Regions from separate parts of the Mus musculus genome. Here region 2 is linked to region 1. A link is a contact called in public promoter capture Hi-C data. All regions are on one chromosome and are shown on one strand. Each heading gives the region's core, a stretch centred on a gene start, on an enhancer-like site or on the middle of the called end of the contact. The rest is flanking DNA. Distances are from core to core; before and after follow the strand shown.

The links. Capture Hi-C pulls out chosen DNA fragments and counts their contacts.
Region 2: a contact with region 1 is called in a promoter capture Hi-C map of liver. The contact joins the promoter of Emc9 here to the promoter of Sdr39u1 in region 1. A contact is called at or near these places in 4 of 39 promoter capture datasets (the 3T3-L1 cell line, the C10 cell line, neural stem cells and 1 more), 4 of 115 datasets of contacts at active chromatin or transcription factors (bone marrow-derived macrophages, embryonic stem cells, memory CD8 T cells and 1 more) and 3 of 9 other capture datasets (adipose tissue, embryonic stem cells and liver).

What each region holds. Positions count from the first base shown.
Region 1 is chr14:55,897,171-55,904,602 of GRCm38.p6, forward strand. Sdr39u1 (short chain dehydrogenase/reductase family 39U, member 1) reads right to left here and starts at 3,062. Exons shown (of 6, transcript NM_001082975.1): 1 at 3,020-3,062; 2 at 2,644-2,750; 3 at 2,477-2,559; 4 at 2,014-2,135; 5 at 1,073-1,216; 6 at 115-842. The coding sequence starts at 3,035. The coding sequence ends at 433. It overlaps Khnyn (KH and NYN domain containing), which reads left to right. Exons shown (of 8, transcript NM_027143.3): 8 at 1-1,610.
Region 2 is chr14:55,580,687-55,588,118 of GRCm38.p6, forward strand. It overlaps Emc9 (ER membrane protein complex subunit 9), which reads right to left and starts at 4,568. Exons shown (of 5, transcript NM_033146.1): 1 at 4,226-4,568; 2 at 3,993-4,069; 3 at 1,370-1,439; 4 at 1,195-1,289; 5 at 838-1,057. The coding sequence starts at 4,423. The coding sequence ends at 877. Psme1 (proteasome (prosome, macropain) activator subunit 1 (PA28 alpha)) reads left to right here. Exons shown (of 11, transcript NM_011189.1): 8 at 58-125; 9 at 232-286; 10 at 366-452; 11 at 615-841. The coding sequence ends at 695. Psme2 (proteasome (prosome, macropain) activator subunit 2 (PA28 beta)) reads right to left here. Exons shown (of 11, transcript NM_011190.3): 9 at 7,354-7,408; 10 at 6,968-7,054; 11 at 6,754-6,879. The coding sequence ends at 6,799.

The DNA of each region.
Region 1 (7,432 bases), core at 1,812-4,311:
GATTGCATGTTAAAACGTTAAGAACCCAGCTTAGGAGAAGAGCCATGTAGGGTAATAGTTCTTCAGATAATTCTAGGGGAATATAAGCCAAAGAGACAGCGGAAGCCAGTGATCTAGCGATGTAATCTATCTTTATTGCCATAACTGTAGAACATTGTCTACACAGCATATATGAGAACCAGGGCAACAATGTAACACAGAAGCCACAGAAGAAGTTGAAGAGGTGAAGGTTAGAATGAGATTATATTCTTGAGGCTGGAGTTTCTCAGATAGGGGTGGATCAACGAACATGGGAAGAGAGTGGGGTGAGGGGGGGCAGAGTCTAAGACCCTGATGGATTCTGATCTCAATCAAGTGCAGGGATCATCACCTGACCCACTTCTCAGAGTGCGGGAGCAGGCCCCAGCTTCTGCCTTGGGGCTCCTTCTCTGCTCAGGCTACAACATCCTTCAAGGCAGCCCTCAGCTCTGGGAAGGAGTACTGGTAGCCAGTAGCCAGTGTCCGCCGAGGGACCACTTTTTGCCCTTCCAACAGCATGATGGCACGTTCTCCAAAGACCGCTCGTACCACAGTGCTGGGGACAGGTATGAAGGCTGGGCGGCCCAGGGCAGCACCCAAGGCCTGGGCAAACTCAGCATTGGTAGTTGTAGATGCTGGAGCCACTCCATTCAGGACTCCTTGGACGTGGTTTGCTTCAAGGGCATAGTTCAGAATTCCTGCCAGGTCACCAATGTGTATCCAGGGGAAGAATTGGCGACCTGAACCGATGGGGCCTCCTAGGCCCAGGCGGAAGGGCAGAAGCATGTGACTGATGGCGCCACCTCCACGGCCCAGCACAACCCCTAAAGTAGAGAGGTGGTACATGGAGGCTGCTTAGCCTTGAAAATTTGCACTACTCTGCTTTCCCTTCTCCCTTATGGTCTTCCCGTGTGCACGTGGAGTGGGCAGCGTTGAGGGCTGTGGGTCTTTTGGGGATTTTTCCCTCTGCTAGCTAAAGTAATAGTGTCCTCTCCCTGCAAGCTCAGCCCAGGAATCGTCCATGTTGCCTGATTCCCAGGCCCTTGGTCCTCACCTGAACGTACCACGACCTGGCGTGTAGACTCTCCAGGAAGCCTGGCTGCTGCTTCCCATTTGGTTACCAGGTTGGAGAAAAAGTCAAAATTCCCTCCTGGGCTGTCTTCATCATACTCCTTAGTCAGGCTTGGCTGGTAGTAAGCTGTCATGGAAGAGCGTTTGTTTGCTCTGGCGGTCCCTGGCCTGCTGGGCCCTTTGTAGTGCAAGGCTCCTTAGCCTCAGTCTCCTCTGCCCTTTGGGTTTCCACAGGAGAAGAAAGAACCATAACTGTTTCCCCCTTGAGCTTCTCTGTGTGTCCATGCCTGAACATCTAGCTTTTGGCTGTCAGGCTGTGTCCAGAGGCCGCTAGCTTGTAGTGGGTAGGGACAGAAACGTAGGTGCTAAGCTGCTTGAACTGGACCATTCTTGACATCTGTGACTTTTTTTTTTTTTGGCAAGTTACTTCTCCGTATGAAAAAAATCTGCATCCTCAGTATGGGAGTAACTGTACCTACCTCATAAAGTTGTAAGGATTAAATAATATGTATATAATAGTATGGTGGCTACTACTCATTTTAATTGTTTGCAATTGTGTGGTCTCAAAGGAGACACAACAAAGGGAGCTCTTCATAAAGAACTGCAGTGCAAAAAAGCAAGGGGTGTGGGAGTGGGGAGATGCCTTCTGTGCGCACTAGGACCCGTACCACACCTCTTTCTCTGAGGGCTCCCAATAAAGGCTCTCTAGCCAAGTACCCCACACCCCCATTCTGCCTTTCCACACCCATAAAGACCAGACTGTGACAGTACAGATCTGGGTCAGGAAGAACCTGCAAGGCTGGAGGCCTAGGCAGTGACCCTGGGAAGGACCTGTGATTCGGGTGCAAGCCCCAAGTGCCTCAACTGCTTGCTCTGTTCTCCCTGGCTCCGTTAATGTAAGAGGCTGGTGATTTGGGAGCGTACCTACACCTGTGACTAGAATCCAAGCCTGAGGTGGGTGCGCAGTTTCGGTGATGGCTTTGGCTAGCAAGTGGGTAGTATCCAAGCGGCTCGTAAGAACCTCTTTTTGGAAGGTTTCATTCCATCTGCAGAGAAAATGAAAGAAAAGGTCAAAAGTGCAGACATGCACCTAGACCATATCCTCCCCACTCATCCGGCTCCCCTCCCAGTAAGTCTGTTGTCCTAAGCCTGTCTTAATGCATAGCTCGGGGTGGCTAAGAAGATAGGACTCTCTCCCCCGGCCCCCAATAGGCATGGGCTATATCTCTTTATCCACAACACTGGGCTTTAGTAGACGCTGATATATAACAGGCTCCAAAGGCTTAAGGGGACACTTGCACAAGTTTATGTCTACCATGCACGGGTCACAGGCATCGACCCTCTCTCCCCCCTGTACAGGTGATAACTGCTTTATGGCCCTGTTGACCTTCGCAGAGGGTTGAGGATATTCTCTCCAGCCAGGTTGATGACAACATCGCAGAGGGGCAGCCCCGACTCACTGAGTTCACTCTGTGGGAGAAAGTACAGTGCCGGCTGGTACTGTCCTTCCCGCGCAAATTGCCCTCCCACCCACCTTCCAGAAGCTCGACCTACCCACGTGATTCGACCCGGGCCAGGCTGTCTGGAGACCAATTTAACTTCGTGGCCCCTGCCTCTCAGCAGCTGGGTTACGGCTGTCCCAATGAATCCCGTCCCGCCACCTGATGGGGGAGCACAAACTGTTTACTCAGCGGGGTGGCGGTAGGTCATCTGCTGGCGGCCCCTTTGGGTGCGGTCCCCATCTGACATCAGGCCTCTCCAACCCACCCCGCGATGCAGAGGTGACAAAAGTCACAGGGTCGCACAGATTCAGCTTTTGGGGCTGGGAAACCAAGGCTAGGTTGCCTGCTTAGGAGACTGCACCCTGTGGGCCTGTTTTCTCAGCTCTCGGCTACAGCCTAAGCCGGCCCGCCACTCTGCCCTCCCTCACCTACAAGCACCCGCATAGCGACAGGGAGCTAGCACGCCTGCGCGAGATTTAAACACCGGACGCGACTACGAGCCTCACCTCACGCGAATCTCAGTACTAGGTGTGCCCCACCCTCCCCCGACCCGGAAGGAGTTATAGTAATAGCGAAGGACCATAAATTTCTCTGGGAAGAGGGGTGGATGACGCAAAAGAGATGGAGGACGAAGTGCAGAAAGGATCCGCTCCTAAAGAACAACTCTAGACCGCGAAGCGCTGGGCGTGGGGAGGGGGCGGGCACTGTGGAATTCTTCTTCATCTTTTCTCACTGTTCTGCCTCCTTCTGTCAGGACTCGAGGGTGTCAGAGTTTCTTCTCCAGTTCATGTGCGCACTCTTGTCCTTGCTTCCGCAGCTAAGGCTCTCACAAGCGTGCATCCCACCCGTGCCCTGCTTCCCAGTTCATCCGTTTCAGGGCCCTCCAGGAACACATAGTTCACCAAGTCTAATGCCCAGTTGTAGATCATTTTGATTGATCGCCCAGCCAAAATTACTGTTCTTTCTCCCTTCCTTTTAGAAATGATAGGCATTTCTCTACCGCTGGTGAAATGAGCCGATTCAAGCCAGACTAGTTTACATTAAAGGCAGGTTTATTGGGAGTTAACTGGCCCCAAGGATTAAGGCCAGGGGACTCACCATGGAGAGGAGTGGGGGAGAGGAGAAAGAGAGAAAGGGCGACCGAGCAGAGAGAGACACGGGGTGGGAGAAGGAGAGATGGGGGAGGGGGTAGGGAGAGAGCACAAAATGTCTGAATTTTATAGGGAAGAGCCTCTTGAGGAAGGGCAGCCAGGCCCCTGGTCTGGAAACTTCAAGGTTGGAGGCAAGGTATGCCAGGTAGGGTCTGAGGGATGATGGGAGAATCTGGAGGCCATGTCTGCTTTGTAAACATGTAAAAATGTAAAATATTTGCCTCAGTCCCTGGGCATAATCCTGGTCTGAAACCAAACAAGAAACGCTGCATTTTTGCCTTGAGTAGAAACCACACTGTCTTCTGGGACTTTAAGAACCAAGTTTGGTGTCTGGTGCATATCCTTTCCCACTGAGGCCAGACAAGGCTGCCAAGCTAGAAAAACATATCCCACACACAGGCAACAGCCTTTGGGATAGCCCCCACTCCAGTTATGTGGGACCCACAGGAAGACCAAGCTGTACATCTGCTACCTATGTGCAGGGAGGACTAGGTCCAGCCCATGTATGTTCTTTGGTGGTAGTTAAGTCTCTGAGAGCCCCAAAGGTCCAGGTTAGTTGATTCGATTGGTCTTCCTGTGAAGTTGCTATCCCCTTAGGGGCTGCAATTCTTCCTCACATTCTTCCATAAGAGTCCCCAGCTCCATCTACTGTTTGGCTGTGGGTGTCTTTATCTGTCTGAGTCATCTGCTGGGTGGAGACTCTCAGAGGACAGCCATGCTAGACTCCTGTCTGCAAGCATAACAGAGTATCAATAGTGTCAGGGATTGGTGCTTGCCCATGGTATGTGTCTCAAGTTGGGCCAGTTACTGATTGGCTGTTCTCTCAATCTCTGCTCCATCCCCAATCTCTACATTTCTTTTTTTTTTTTTTTTTTTTTTTAAAGATTTATTTATTTATTATATGTAAGTACACTGTAGCTGTCTTCAAACACTCCAGAAGAGGGAGTCAGATCTTGTTACGGATGGTTGTGAGCCACCATGTGGTTGCTGGGATTTGAACTCTGGACCTTCGGAAGAGCAGTCGGGTGCTCTTACCCACTGAGCCATCTCACCAGCCCTCTACATTTCTTGTAGACAGGGTAAATTTTGGGTCAAAAGTTTTGTGGGTGGGTTGGTGTCCTTATTGCTCCACCAGAGTTCCTGCCTGGCCATAGCAGGCAGCCTCTCCAGGCTCCATATCCCCAGTGTTCAGGATGCCCCTATTCATTCTTGGGCACCTCCCTTATCCCAGGTTTCTGTTTCTTCCTGAAGATGGCCACTACGTTCCCCCGATTAGTTGCAGATTTCCGTTCATTCTCATGGTCATCGGGCCATCTCCCCTGCCCCTCCCCAACCCAATCCTGAATTTCCCTCTCCTCCCCATTCCCTCTCCCACCAAGTTCCCTCGCTCCATCTGACTTCCATGACCATTCCAATCCCCCTTCCAAATGAGACTCAAGCATCCTTGCTTGTGCCCTCCCTCCTGCCCAGCCTCCTTGGGTCTGTGGGGTGTAGCATGGGCATCCTGTATTTTATGGCTAGTATCTACCTATAAGTGCATACATACCACCCATGTCCCTTTGGGACTAGGTTACCTCCCTCAGAATGATAGTCTCAAGATCCATCCATTTGCCTGCAAAATTCATGATGTCTTCATTTCTCATAGCTGAATAGTATTCATTGTGTAGATGTACCACATTTTCTTTATCCATTCTTCATTTGAAGGACCCCTAGAATAACTCCCTTTTTGATAATTTGGTTATTCTCCATATTCAATTCGGTTTTCATCCTGTGCCTGCCTCCAGGTGGTGTCCTCCCATCTTGATTTGTTTGTATAGACAAGCTACCATTCATCATGGCATGAAAGGCACGGTGACCAGAGTTGGAGGTGTCTAGTTAGGAGACAGAGCGATGAATGTGAGTGTGCAGCTCTCTCCCTTCTGGTCAGTCTGAGACTTTAGCGTATGGGATGGTGCCGCCCACAGGCAGGGTGAGTCTTTTCTTTTCAGCTAAACTTCTCTGGAAATGCCCTCACAGACGTACTCAAATGTATGTCTCCTAGGCAATTTCAAACCTAGCCAAGCTGACAGTGAAGATTACTCAACATACTTGTCTTCAGCAAAACCTGCTGGGTTGGCTTAGCCAGAATTCCACATACCCTGATCTTTCCTCACAGCTATAATGTTAAATAGAAAAAGGAAGTTGCAGAAGTATGTATACACTAATTCTGTTTGAATATTAAAAGCAAGACAAATATGATATTTTTAATAAATAGACTTGTAAAAATATAAATAAACACATGAGAATAACGAGAAACTCAGGGTAATATTTTCCTGTGGAGGTAGGGTATGCGGGGGAGGAATAATACCCAGGGGAGTCATTTCTAAGATGAAGTGATGGGTCCAGGTTGCTTATTTTATTAATCTTGTTATTGTCTAAAATATAACAAAACCACATGGATTAAAAATTTATAGTCATATTTTAGATGAACAAAAGTATAACTTAGAATAATGTTTTCTTCCTTTTCCTCCTCCTTTTTTTTTTTTTTGAGACAGGGTTTCTCTGTGTAGCCCTGGCTGTCCTGGAACTCACTCTGTAGACCAGGCTGGCCTCAGAAATTCACCTGCCTCTGCCTCCTGAGTGCTGGGATTAAAGGCATGTGCCACCACGCCCGGCTCCTCCTCCTCCTCCTCCTTCTTATTCTGTAGCCCAGACTGGCTTCCGACTCACAGCAATCCTCCTGCCTTAGCCTCCCATGTTCTGGAGTTACAGGCTTGAACCACCATGTGCAGCTTGTAAGTTTACAAGTTTCTGTAATTAGTTTGCTCACGAGCATTTCTAGTGGAGCAAACTTAAACTGTCCAGACAAAGGGTGAGGTAATCATTACTTTAAATTTTCCCTCCCTTTTTTGGGCGTGGGGAGGTAAATTTTTATTCTTTTAGTGTGCACTGTCTCTCCTCCTTGCTTATCACAGTGCAGAGATGTGGCAGGTCACTTGGTGAGGCAGTTAGTCATCACTGCTTTCTCAGAAGTATCTTGCTTCATTTGGTTTTGGATATTGGCCGGCTAAGGCACAGCTGGTTAAGCCAGGTTTTGGGTGTGGTCCAGTGGATGGGTCATGCTGGGAAACTTGGTAAGGTAGAGTGTGGGTCTGAGACCCTGGCACCCAGGTACCCTCCCACCTGAGATGGTAGGCGCTTCCCTGACAGATTCCTGGCCTGGAACACGTGCCACACTTCCCACATAATGAAATGTGACCTGTGGTTATATAGGCTCAAAACAGAGTTCTCCATACTAATGAAGTATCTAGAGGCCCTGAGGATTTAACCAATAAGCTTCCCTTCCCAGACATTCCTCCCTGCCAAAAGGTATTTAATCTCTAGTCCTCCCTTAGGAGTTGATACACATCTATTTTTTTGTGATGAACAGTCAGTAAATGGTATGGATAAACATGGACTGACTCTTCCATTGAAACCACATGGGGAACATGGAGAAGACTTTTGCCTACAGAGCCACAACCTAAGTCTCCCATAGAAGGCATCTCATTGTTCTTAGCCTGAGAGCCAACAATGGTCCTGACTTGGTCTTGGGCCCATGGACCCCTGATCCTTTCTTCCCAACTCTTCTGTGTAACACCCCAGCAGTGACTGGGTGTCCGAGAGTGGGGAACCTCAACTTCAGCCTCCCTCATCTTAGACTGCTATTCTCCT
Region 2 (7,432 bases), core at 3,318-5,817, 310 kb before region 1:
TACAGCCCTACTGTGCAACCAGCCTGAGCTTCCCCAGCTCTCCACTTTCTTCCTCAGGAAAAGGTGTTTGAGCTGATGACCAACCTTCACACCAAGCTGGAAGGCTTCCACACGCAGATCTCCAAGTGAGTGGCCTCATCACAACACCCTCAGCGCACTCTGCTTTGGGGACAGGCCCGGGGCGCCCGCCTTCTCTTTCCACTCTCTACATACTACTTCCACTTTCCACAGGTACTTCTCCGAGAGGGGTGACGCCGTGGCCAAAGCAGCCAAGCAGCCCCACGTGGTAGGTGAGGCCCAGGTCAGGCTGCTCCCGGGGAAGACAGATTTCAAGTCAGGGCTAACTGTTGAGTTTCTAACTGCAGGGTGACTATCGGCAGCTGGTGCACGAGCTGGACGAGGCGGAGTACCAGGAGATCCGTCTGATGGTCATGGAGATCCGAAATGCTTATGTGAGGAAGGGGGAGGAGGGCGGGGGTGGACAGAAGCACCTTCCCCAGACCATCAAATTTCTGACCAAGCAGTCTTGGGGTGGAGGATGACAACAGCTAAAAATGGGATACAGAACTACCGGGGGGCCCGTGGCTGACCTCCACCACTCTGTGCTCCGATAGGCTGTGTTATATGACATCATCCTGAAGAACTTTGAGAAGCTCAAGAAGCCCCGTGGAGAAACCAAGGGAATGATCTATTGAGCCCCCTCTCTCATTCTGTGATGGGTATAGCAGAAACCTTCCTGCTTTTCACCAGGAACTCTAGACTGGACGCAGTCTTCTTCCTACTGGCTGGGGTTTCTCCCTCACTCTGCCTCCCAAACACAATAAATACATAGTTGCCCACCAGCCCATGTCTTTATTGTATGTGGACCCTTCTGACTTAGGCATTTCCATCTGTGGAACCACTCCATTGAGTGATTTGAGTGTTAAGCCGCTGGTTGGTCCAGTCCTGCCGAATGTCATCAAGATGGCAGTCAAAGTCCACAAGATGCTGGTGAGCCCGGCCCTCCAACAGCGCACCCACCATCTGTCGTGACTCCTCCCAATCTCTCCACATCACTCTGAAATTGAAAACACGGATGTGAAACAATGGGGCTAGACACTGACTTAAGGACTGTGTCTGGAGAAGCCGTAGGGCAGGGACAAAAGAAGCCTCAAGTGTTGAGTGTCCAAGAGACAGAGGGAAGGGAGCACTCACAAGTTCTTGTCCTTGGGCACCCACTGAAGACCCTGGTTCTCCAGGACAATGACTGGAGGTACACGAGGCCGAGTCACCAATTTCTTATTATCCAGCTGGGTGAACAAAGGGTGAGAGTCTTAAGGACCCTCCCCCACTCCCTCCCCACCTCCCCACTCTAAAGCCCCAGTCTCACCATAATAAGCACTGCCCTGGGGAAGAATTCTGCAATTCGCCCAGCGATTTTCAAGGCCAGAGGCCCGGGGCTGTGTAGAGGGAAGATCAGAGGAATGAGCAGCCAACTGAGGGCAGACCCAGGTCTCCCGAGTGCTCCCGGCCCCTAGCCTGGGAGTGTCCGGTATGCGTAATGCTTGATTCATGATTGCTGGATGCTTCAATGCTGTGGGAAACAGGTCTCAGATACTGCTGCTGAGAGATGAAATCTAAAGTAGGCGTTGGGTAAGGTAATTTGCCTTCATCATCCAAATTTAAAAAGGAACAGGGCTGGAGCAATGGCTCAGTACTAACTACTTTTCCTCCAGAGGACCTGGGTTTGAATTTACACTCACATGGCAACTGATAGCCAGGCCCAGGGGAACCCAACGCCCTCTTCTGGCCTCCAGGGGCACTGCATGGTATACAAATAATACAGGCAAAACATAAATATAATAAAAAATTTTCAAAAAAAACTATAAAGAATTTACTGGATAGGAAGTTAGGGACCAGCAAAAGTGGGGCAGAACAGTGGGAGCTCCATGGGGAGGGACAATTAAGAATAAAGTATGAAGCTGGGCAGTGGTGGCACATGCCTTTAATCCTGCAACTCAGGAGGCAGAGGCAGATGGATCTCTGGGTTCGAGGCCAGCCTGAGTGAGTTCTAGGACAGCCAAGGGTACACAGAGAAACTGTCTTCAAAAACCAAAAGGAGGAGGAGGAGGAGGAGGAGGAGGAGGAGGAGGAGGAGGAGGAGGAAGAGGAGGAGGAGGAGGGGAGGGGGGGAGGAGGAGGAGGAGGAGGAGGAGAAGAAGAAGAAGAAGAAGAAGAAGAAGAAGAAGAAGAAGAAGAAGAAGAAGAAGAAGTATGTATGTATGTATGAACATGCCCCAGTGGAACCAGTTACTTTAAATGCTAACTTGAAGTCGTTTCTGCCATCTCTGGGAGCCACCATGAGGTGTGGCTGCATCTGCCCAACTTTCTGAGGCCTGAGTCAGAAAGGCAAAACTTTTTTTTTCCCTGTTACTTTTCAGATGCTGCCCAGAACCTAAGTGTGATTTTTCTGATCCTTTGTGCTTCCTTACTCTTTCTCTAAAGCTGGGCTGCTTGTCTGGGATGAGTCTGACTTCCGTGCTGGGCTTGTCTGCGATCAGTCTGTCCTCTGTGCTCGTTTATAGGGCATGGTTCTTTCCCTTCTTTCCTCTCTTCTCTGGAAAGCACAGCTTGTTTCCTCTGAGTCTTGCCTTTCTTTTCAACTCTAATTAAACCATCCTTGAGCGGTTTTTTTTAACATATTTTTAAATATAATTTATTTTTATTTTATGTGCATTGGTGTTTTGTCTGCATGTATGTCTGAATGAAGGTGTTGGATCCCTGGAGCAGGAGTTACAGACAGTTGTAAGTTGTCATGTGGGTGCTGGGAATTGATCCCAGGTCCTCTGGAAGAGCAGCCAGTGCTTTTAACTGCTGAGCCATCTCTCCAGCTCCTGCCATTGAGTTTAAAATTCTTTTATTAATAAGACTAAGAATCCCCAAAAGGGAACCCCAATTCTCCCATGTCATCTGGCCACTGTGGTCAAAACAGACCCAGACCTACATGGCAGGGCTTGGCATCCAGGTATAATGGCGGGCCTTCAGAGGCCCTCCCAGCATCTGTTTCATTGTGTATGTACAGCTTCAAGAGGTTTACACAGCTTGTCACAGATGACTTAAAATACAAAGGGGTCAGTGGTAGGCACGACCACGCCTTGCTTCTGACTGCTTAGATATGGATATCCTTGTCCCTTTATTTAAACTTCACTCACCCAGGAGACAGGCTTGGGGAATAACAGTGTTTTAACAGATCTCTTTGTCCCTCATTCTAGCATGCTCATATTAAATATATTTTTTTCTTCTTCCTGCTATTAAAAAATATATTTTTAGCTGGGCATGGTGGAACACAACTGTAGTCGCAGCACTCAGGAGACAAAGGCAGACGATATGAGTTCAAGTCCAGCTTGGTCTCCAGATCGAGTTCTGGGACAACCAGAGCTACACAGAGAATCCCTGTCTCAAAAAACAAATAATATAATTAAAAAAAATTTTTTTTACTGTAATAAGACCTCTGCATTTAAAAACTGAGATAACTTCAATGTTCACTGCAGTAACTAAGTTACAGTTTGTTCATATTCATACTGTACAGCTGTTAGGGTGAGGTGGATCCCGAGATGGAAAGACATCGAATGTACTGAGTGCAGAGAGGGAAGCAAATGACAATAGATCGAACTTAATTAACCCATAGCAAATGCATTTGGTCTGTAGAGTATATTTATATAACATATACTTTTTAAAGTCGCTTTTAAGTTACTGGTCGCACTTCCTCAGTTCTTACAGACACCTCAGTCTGTCTGTCCCTCCCCCACTGCAGCTCCTTCAGGGCAGGATTCTGTCATATTGATCTCTGATACCTCCTCACTCCTGTACTCAGTAATATCTGGCATACAGCCCTGCTGCCAACACTTGATTAAAAAAAAAAATAAAGGTAAAAGGAACGACTTTGGTCCATCTGTACCTCACCCACAATTGCCACAATTATCTCTCTTCCCACCCCTAGCTTCCCAACTCACCTCTGGTCATCCAAAACCGCATTGGCATGGTAGTACCCAGCTACCACCAGACCGGCCTGCGCGCCCCACACATCCACCTGTCGTGAGAAAGGGGCCGTCAGTAACTAAATCATGCCTCTGGCTCTTATCAGTGCACACCACGGTCAACGGACTGCGCATGCATTTAGGCTGAGGGTCCTAAAGGGGTCGGTGGGGTGAAGAGGGACAAGGGGTGGGGTTCTCAATGTCGCAACCTGGTTGAGCGCGACCTCCAGCATGACGGACAAGGCCAGATGGCTGTGGAAGAGGGGCACACAGTCGGTGAGGCAGAGGCATTCTCCGGACCCCGTCGCGGGAGCCAGCAACAACCCGTTGACAGCAGCGTGTGGGTACCGAGAGGCGTGCAGACACATCTTCCCGTAGGCTCGGGCGGAGATCTCCACCTCCCCCATAGCGAGCGGGGCCTGCCGGCACCCGAACCCCCACTAAGGCGGCTCCCTGACCACCAGAGGCGAGCTTGGCCTCGCCCTGTGCCTCCCTTCTCACTTGGGTGTAAGATGCCCCTGACGCCTGGCGACCACTCTCTGCAGCCCGTCCCTAGCAAGGTAGAATTCGGTCCAACTGCAACGGGAGGCACCGAGCTCCACCCCCTCTAATCACTCCCCTCTCTAGCCACTCCCGGGCAGGCGCACTTGCTCCCAGGCCAGCTCAGGGTCATACCCTAACCAAGAGTCCCGCCTCCGCAGTACTCTCTGATAGGGTGTGACATTATTATTTTGCCCAATCCAAAATTTAAAAAAAATAGTCTTGATTTTGGCCTGGAGCAAATTGGAAAGAACGCACTAGGGCAAAGGAAAGAAAATTGCCCACAGACATATTAGCTAAATAACCTAGTTTATGTTTTGGGTTTTGCTTTGTTCTGTTTGAGGGAAGGAGGATACCACAAAGTCTCAGCCCAGGCAGGTCTCAAACTCACCGAGGTTTCTGCCTCTGTCTCTGAAGTTGAAAGCCCTAGACCCTGTGCCACCACACCCAGTTCTGACTTGGCGGGTTATTGCAAGTTGGCTTCGCCTGTTTACCTGCTCTGCCTGCCCCTACGGGCTTCGGGCAAAGACTGCTAGGTGAAGTACTCACTCCTAGCTGGGAATGGTGACAACACTGTCACCTTGTCCCTGCACCATAGATAAGGAGCCTAATCTTCCCAACTGCAAGCCCTGACCTTTGGCTTCCTCATTGTGGTGCAACGTCTTTAATGCAAAGTTCAAGTCCCTTTAGGGACTAAATATGAGCACTGAATTCCAATCCGCCAAACTGATAAGAACACAAAATATTCTTATGCCATATTTTAAAACAGGGTAAGAGCCTTACTTCAAAAGCCCCTTGGAACATCTAACAGGCCACATAGCAGAGGCCCATTGTCTCCACCACCTTCTCAGAAGTGAATCCTAAACTTGCAATCAATCCCACTACTGAGGTAGAGGCAAGAGGATCTAGAGTTCAAAGTTAGCCTCAGTTACATAGTTTAAGGCCAGCCCAGGCTATGGAAGACCTTGTCAAAAAAAAAAAAGGCTCAGAGATGACTCAGCAGTCAAGACCCAATTTCTGTTACCAGCGCCTTATCAGGTGGTTCACAATCAGTAGTGAACTCAGCTTCAGGGGATCTGGTGGCATACATGTGGCATTCGCTCACAGACATATACACACAGATTAAATATAAAATGGAAATCCCAACAAATGTAAAGACAGAAACCAACTGGGGGAGTGGGCAAGAGATAAAAGGTCAATTCCACCCCCAGTACTGTCCAGTAGATGGTGATATGCTCTAGTTTGATGCCTTTTAAAGATCTTTCCTCTCTGCCAGCACTGAGACATCTCAGGGTAACCACATTTCCCCTCAAGCTTGCTCTCAGCTCCCCAACTGTTCCTTCTTCATTCCCATACCACAGCCACAAAGCCTGACTCCTCCCACAAGGGATCCAAAACCTCTACTAGGAAGTCCTCGTGAGATCAGATTAAAATACCCTTGGCATATTCAAATATGTAAAATATGGGTTACCTGCATGGCTGCAGTCTTCTACCCTGTTTTTTTTTTTTTTTTTTTAAGAGCCCTGGTTAGCCCCCAACTTGCTATGTAAACCAGGGTAGCCCTGAACACCGAGAACCCCTTACCTCTGCTTTTGCCTCTGAGCACTGAGAATAAAGGTGTGCAGTACCGTGGCCTGCTCTGCCCTGTTCTTTAGAAGGATCTGTGAAAAACACAATGGACCTCCAGTCCCTCCCTCCTCGACTTCCTGCAACCACTTAATTTTTATTTTATTTTATTTTATTTATTTATTTAGGTTTTTCGAGACAGGGTTTCTCTGTGCAGTCCTGGCTGTCCTGGAACTCACTTTGTAGACCAGGCTGGCCTCGAACTCAGAAATCCGCCTGCCTCTGCCTCCTAAGTGCTGGGATTACAGGCGTACGCCGCCACCACCACTGCCTGGCTTTTTTGTTTTTTATGTGATGAGTGTTTTGCTTACATGTATGCCTGTACATCACATGTGCATATCTAGTGTTTGCAGAGGTCAGAAGAGGGTGTCCAGATCCCCTGGAACTGGAGTTACAGTCAGTTATTAGTCATCTTGTGGGTGCTGGGAATCAAACCTGGATCCTCTGGAAAAACAACTGGTGCTCTTAACTGCTGAGCCATTCCTCCAGTCAACCCTCTCCCACTTTCATTACCTTATTCACCTTCCTTTGGTATATAGACACCAGAGGCTCTCAATGAACAACACAGGTAATATACATAAAGTATAAATCATTTATTTTCCTTCTAATCCTTAGCTCAGTACATCGATGGCTTTTCTTCACCCTTCGGGTTGACGATTTTCTCTAGGTTGCTGCTGATGATATGATAAAGCTCAGCCTAGAGGAAGGCCAAAGGAATACAGTTAGGTTCTTGGCTTCCCACGCCCCCTGCATCCACGTCCCTCAGGAGCTCACTCCACACTCACATAGAAGGCCCTCAGGTCCAGCACCATGGCCCTAAGCGCCCCATAGGCTGCTTCATCTCGCTCATGCACCAAGGCCCGGTAATCCATCTGGGAAGGAGGAGGCAAACTGAGTCAGCACCATGGGAGGTCGGGACTCTTAACTTTGTTTTCTCATACATAGAAGAGATTAGCTGGAAGATTACCCCATCTTAGCACCAACACACACAGTATTAAGTAAGGAAGTAAGTAAGGGTCGAAGATATTAGAGCCCTAATCAGCTCTGCTTTTTGGAATAGTATCTTCCACATGGTATAAGTCAAAAAGCAGGACCAGGTCCTCTTTCTTCCCACCTCAATTCCACCCCCGGGGCCAGCCTCAACTAAAGGACTGGAGGACTGTGCACTCACTACATGGGTGTCCTTGGAAGCCTTGGCTACAGCGTCCCCTCGTTCTGAGAAGTACCTGTGAGAAGGAAGGAATGTGTGT